Linked DNA regions of Sus scrofa: region 1 is linked to region 2. A link is a contact called in public Hi-C data. All regions are on one chromosome and are shown on one strand. Each heading gives the region's core, a stretch centred on a gene start, on an enhancer-like site or on the middle of the called end of the contact. The rest is flanking DNA. Distances are from core to core; before and after follow the strand shown.

What was found. Hi-C and Micro-C count contacts between places; a contact is called where the count stands out from the background.
Region 1: a Hi-C map of liver shows a contact between it and region 2, with 2.4 times the contacts expected there. The contact joins two enhancer-like sites. A contact is called at or near these places in 1 of 5 promoter capture datasets (liver) and 6 of 47 Hi-C or Micro-C datasets (fetal liver, heart right ventricle, liver and 1 more).

What each region holds. Positions count from the first base shown.
Region 1 is chr5:53,171,705-53,174,497 of Sscrofa11.1, reverse strand. No RefSeq gene overlaps it. Among named protein-coding and RNA genes, the nearest start is that of PDE3A, 440 kb to the right of the region's middle. Within about 2 kb of position 1,522, at least 8 of the 83 cell types and tissues checked have an H3K27ac peak or open chromatin away from gene starts, as enhancers often do. A contact at or near this core is called in liver, where this site is marked.
Region 2 is chr5:53,060,391-53,063,090 of Sscrofa11.1, reverse strand. No RefSeq gene overlaps it. Among named protein-coding and RNA genes, the nearest start is that of PDE3A, 320 kb to the right of the region's middle. Within about 2 kb of position 1,375, at least 5 of the 83 cell types and tissues checked have an H3K27ac peak or open chromatin away from gene starts, as enhancers often do. A contact at or near this core is called in liver, where this site is marked.

The DNA of each region.
Region 1 (2,793 bases), core at 273-2,772, 110 kb before region 2:
GCTTGAAAGAAAAGGTCTGAGCTTCTCAGGTAAAGTGTAAAGAGTTTTTTTAGAAGCAAAGAATCATAAATACCATTCCATGTTCTGGAAAATGTTAATACCTTGGCATGGCTGGAACATAGCACGAATGTGTATGAGGATTTGATGAAGATGTATTCTTCTTTGTTTTCCCTTTCAACTTATAAATTCTGATTTTCTTTTGTTTTAAAGTGAAGCATGGTTAATTTACAATATTGTGTTAGTTTCAAGTGTATGGCAAAGTGATTCAGTTACACATACATTCTTTTTCAGGTTATTTTCCATTATAGGTTATTACAAGAAGTTGAGTGGAGTTCCTTGTGCTATACAGTAGGTCTTTGTTGTTTATCTATTTTATATCGAGTAGTGTGGTCCTAGTTTATCTCCTCCTTGACCCTGCCATTCGCCTGCCCACTACTGTCCATTTTGGTAACCATGAGTTTGTTTTCCATGTTGAATATATATTCTTATTTGACTTGTTGCTCCTTTGGTCCTGGATCCTGACTTCTGAGTCCTTGTCCCTGTCCTCTTGGCTTGGAGCCTAAGATACCAGTGGGTAAATATTTAAAGGATGATTTGAGGTTTGTATTTTGAAAAGATCAGTATTGCTGTATTGTGGAGATTAGATAGTAGGCTGGAAAGGGAAAATTCAGGAAAACCAGTTAGGAGGCTATTTTTACTATGCATGTGTACACATGAGAGAAAAGAAAGATGCTGTACATGGCTGGTGGAGCTGGATAGATGATGAAGCAAATAGAGGAAGGAATCATTTGGAGAAGACCTTGAATTTTGTATTGGGCATGTTGTTTCGAGGTGTTTTCAGAATTTTGTAGGTGTCAAACTGCTTAATAGTAGTGCTTGATGCTCAGAGATCAGCTTATGGCAGGTGCTTATAATACAAGAGTTCCCCTGTCAGTGCTATTTTTTTTGCATTGAGAGGACACTTTTTAGTAGTGGTGTGCAATTATGGCTACTCTCCTTTGGGACTTAAATATCTCTTCTAAAATTTAAAATATTTTCATTATAAAAATACTGGTGCTTGAAGGGAATTTTTCCTTTGACTTAGTCCTTATTTTATATTTTTTTGAGTGGTAAAAATAAGAAAATTAATTACAAGAGCCTGTTATAATTAGGAGTAATCCAAGATTGTGATTAAATGAAGCTTAATTAGTAAGGAAAAGAGAAGCTTTTAGAAGTTGGGCTTCACAAATTAGGCATTTAATCTAGAGCTGTATTTATTTCATCAAGTTGAATCTCTTCCTCATAACACAAATTCAGTAAGTGAGAAGCATAAATAATGGTGAATAAACAACAAGATATTGTGCCTCTAAAGCATGCAGCAGAATTTTCCTGCTGTTATTGATTGCCTCTCTGTCAGGAATGCTAATCTTTTACAGATCCAGAGCCCACAGTTTCTGATGACGCAGTTTGAAGATACACAAATAAACCTGCACTGAACCCAAGGAAATCAATTGCCCAGAGGTAGCTCCTGATTGGCAAACAGCAAGAACATTCTAATATTTGTTGCCAACAATTAGTCACGTGACTCCTTTTATGGGTAGCTACCTGGTGCTATGGCATGAATGTTTTATTCAGGATACGCTCACTCTACAGAAAAGATTTTAAGAATGAAGTAAGATTGATGAAGTGCTGGGTAAGACAATGGTGACAAGGATAAATTTGTCACATGAGTCTGTTTAAGTTAGCACTCTCTGTAATGAATAGGTTGATTTCAGGAGCCCCTCTTTAATAATGCCATCTTCGTTCATCACATCTTTCATCCACTCTCCTGCAAAATGTTTCCTCATGCTGGAACAAGTCTCTCTGGTGCAATGATCTTTTTTCACTAATGTCACCAAGAAATGATTTTCGGCATGCCCTCTGGAAGTGCATATATTGTCCTTTCTCTTCTGCTTTCCCTACTATTCCAGGGCTACAGAACCCTGCTGCTGTTTACAAAAGGCAGAGATAGCTTTGACAAAGACAACCAGGATGATGAATGGAATTTAATTTATGCAACATTCATGTAGGGCGAGTCCTCTGGGTAAATCATCATAGTAGCACTTCCCCCTCCTTGTTCGTGATATGTTCTGCTTGGCTGCCTCAGCTCTCTCTGAGAAGCTTGGCACTTAAGGTTATGTAAGCATTGCATGGATGTTCAAATATTCATCACAAGAATGGCACATGAAAAGCAAAAGAAAACAAAAACGGAAAGAGGAGTCTGGGGTAAATATCTACCCAGGTGAGCTAGGAGAAACTGAAGAATTAAAAAGAATTTGGAGACCTAATTTGGAATTAGGGATTTACTCCCAGAGGGGATTAATAAAATGGATTTGGGCCATGTGTAAAGTGCTGGAGTGCTATCGATTGGCCTTTAGCCCAAATTGATTTCAGCTCCTCCCTCCTGCTACTCAATAAAGCAAAATAAAATTATGTTATTTCATCTTAAAAAAATAACAATTTTGTCCCTTTATAAAAATTTAGCTAATTATTGTCACTTGACCTATATATATTTTTTCTTACAGAGATGTCCACTCATTCACATGGTAAATTGCTAACTATCCAAGAAGGTTTGGCCAGTGGTAAGAATCAGAGCAGATAGAAAATGCCCAGCTGTGAGTACTAAAGAATTATTGAATAATTTGGGCCTATCTGAGGAGATAATTTAGGATAAAGAATCTATTTTACTCATTTTTCAATGAGAAAAATATTCTAGCTATGAGATGAAGCCCTTTGCAAACCAGCAAATAAATAAAGGACTTTACTGTTATACTC
Region 2 (2,700 bases), core at 126-2,625:
GCTATTACATGATACAAGTTTGTCTGTATCCCCAGATGTGGAACCTGAAATACAGAGGAAACGCATATACTGAGGTCAACCATATAAGTAAAATTTTCAACTTGGCTATGGGTGGGGGCTTGTAACCCCTGTATTATTTAAGGGTCACCTGTATACAGCTGTGTTTAGGGGGCCTTAGGACATGAATTATTCAGAAGAACTGACTCTTCCAGTTAGCTAAGGATACCTCTTTAAAAACAGCTTTCCTTTTTTTTTTTTTTTTTTTTTTCTCTTTTGGACAAAAATATAAAACATATTGTGTATTTCCTACTGTTGTTTTAAGCTAACATTTTTTGGTGATCATGATTTGTCTTTCACTGAACTAAGCATACCCCTTGCATGGTCATGTAATTCCCACTCCCAACCTATGAGGTAATACGTTTACCATTATTTTACCAAAGATGGTAAAGGTTTAAAGAAGCCAGGGAAGTTGGTCAAGTTCTCATAACTAGTAAGAAGGAATGAAGCCAGGATTAAAACAGGTATTCTGACCACCCCTCTCCCAAACTCGTCTCATCACCTCCCTGCATTGTTTCTCTGAATAGTTTAAGTCTTTGTGGTGACTTTTACCCTCTAAAATTAAATATTGAGTTGACCTGTGTTATAACAATGGTGGGGTCATCTGGGCTTAAGATCACAATACTACAATGCATATAAGTGTGTGTGACATATACATTGTAATATTGTTCTCTTTAGACACTGAATATAGGCACAAACAGTCACCATTTGTACCTGTATTCAGTGGCCCAAGACTATAATGCTTTTTGGGTTCATGACACCTGCATTTTTCTTTTCTATGCCCTCTTTTACTGAGCACATATGCTTTTGTTGTAGAAAGCCTCTGGTTTGCAGAGTTAGAGAGATGTATTCATTTCCAGCTCTGATACATACCTGCAGTGTGATCTCACTTTCTTCATCTGTAAAATGGGCATAGTATTGCCTGCTTTGAAGAGGATGAAAGGAGACAGTGTAGCTAAGCATCTGACACCATGACTGGCAGGCAGTAAGTTTTCAACCAATGCTACACTGTTATTCTAGCCTATCACTGCTGTCAGGTGGCTAACCATCATTTCTCCCTGCTATCAGTGTTCCTGTTATATCTGGCTCTTCCACTCCTCTGTAGAGTCTAATCTGCTGGGGTTTGGCAAACAGTTCCTGTATTGGTAACATAGCAGAATGGGCTTGTGCAAGATATTGGCACTGAGATGAGGGTGCAAAGTCAAGCCAGGAACAAAACAGGGGTGGACATGCTGACAAAACATGGACAACCTTCCAAAGCACAGTGCATGCAGTTGAAACAGAATCAGGGACGTGACTGGGGCCAGATATTAGGGTAGCACAGAGATACCCATGGGAAAGCCAAAGTCCACGACTCAGTCTGGGGTCACAAGCTGACAGGAGCCAAGCAGAAGATAAAGCACAGAGGCATGGGGCAGACAGGCCTGACTGGGAGTACTTCTTGTAGCCTGCAGTTTGTGCTAATGCTCCTTTGGAAGGCCTGGAGCTTTTCCACAATAGACTCTGATCTTTTTTATAGATACAACTCACCAAGACAAGCATCTCTTAATCAGAATGTGAAATTTTTAGATCTGAAATTAAAGTACATAGATACTGAGTCAAGATTTAAGGAATATTTAAGTAAGATAAATAAAAAGAAATTTTAATGTGTCCATTTAGTTTGACTAACTTTGATCTCTTATTTACCAGTAAGGTGTTAACTAAGTCACAGATAAATGAGGTTTCTTAGTCGCATAATGTATGAATTGGGTTGCCATTAAAATATAGGATGCCCAGATAAACTTGAATTTCAGAAAAATAATGGATTTTTTTAAAGAATAAGTATAGGCCAAATATTACATGGGGCATATTTATGCCAAGAGATTATTCATTACTTATGTGAAATTAAAATTTAACTGGGAATCTTGTTTTTTTTTTTAACTTTTGTTCAATCTAGAAACCATATATATGTGTGACCACAATAACATAAATAGTAGTTAAATAAGTACTTCCAGGAATAGAAACAGTGATATATATGTTTCCAAAAAAAGGGAACTCTTATTTTTTTCAGTGATGTATCTTTATGGATATTGTTTTCCTCTCACAACTGATAAATGAGGTACAACAGGAGTTCCCTTGTGCCACAGCAAGTTAAGTATCTGGCATTGTCACTTCAGCAGCTTGGGTTGCTGCTATGGCGAGGGTTTGATCCTTGGTATGGGAGCTTGATATGAAGGATCAACTTACCAATCATGAAGCTTGAGTTCAAAATATTCTTTTCTAATAGTTTGTAAATAGCAGAACTAGAATTCGAACTCAGGTCTGTTTGGCCCTACAGCCTTAAATAACCCGCACACTCTTTTTATTACTTTAAATCCAGACACATAGTCTGAGTCTCTGGCCAAGAAGGTAAATACATGTGTACTAGTTTTCTGTGATATTTGAATATTTGGATTCTGGCCTCCATCATCCTTCATTACACCTGATGATGTACTCACAAAATGCCGCCATTTTATCTGTGTGTTTCCTTTGATCAAAAAGAGAAAACCCATTTCTGATTGCTTACATTCAGACTGGTATGTTGCTGGGCTTTCTTAGCAGGTGCTCCTTTTCCTGTGCATTTGAGGCCGTGTCCAGGTGACTCAGAGAAATCCTTCCAACCAC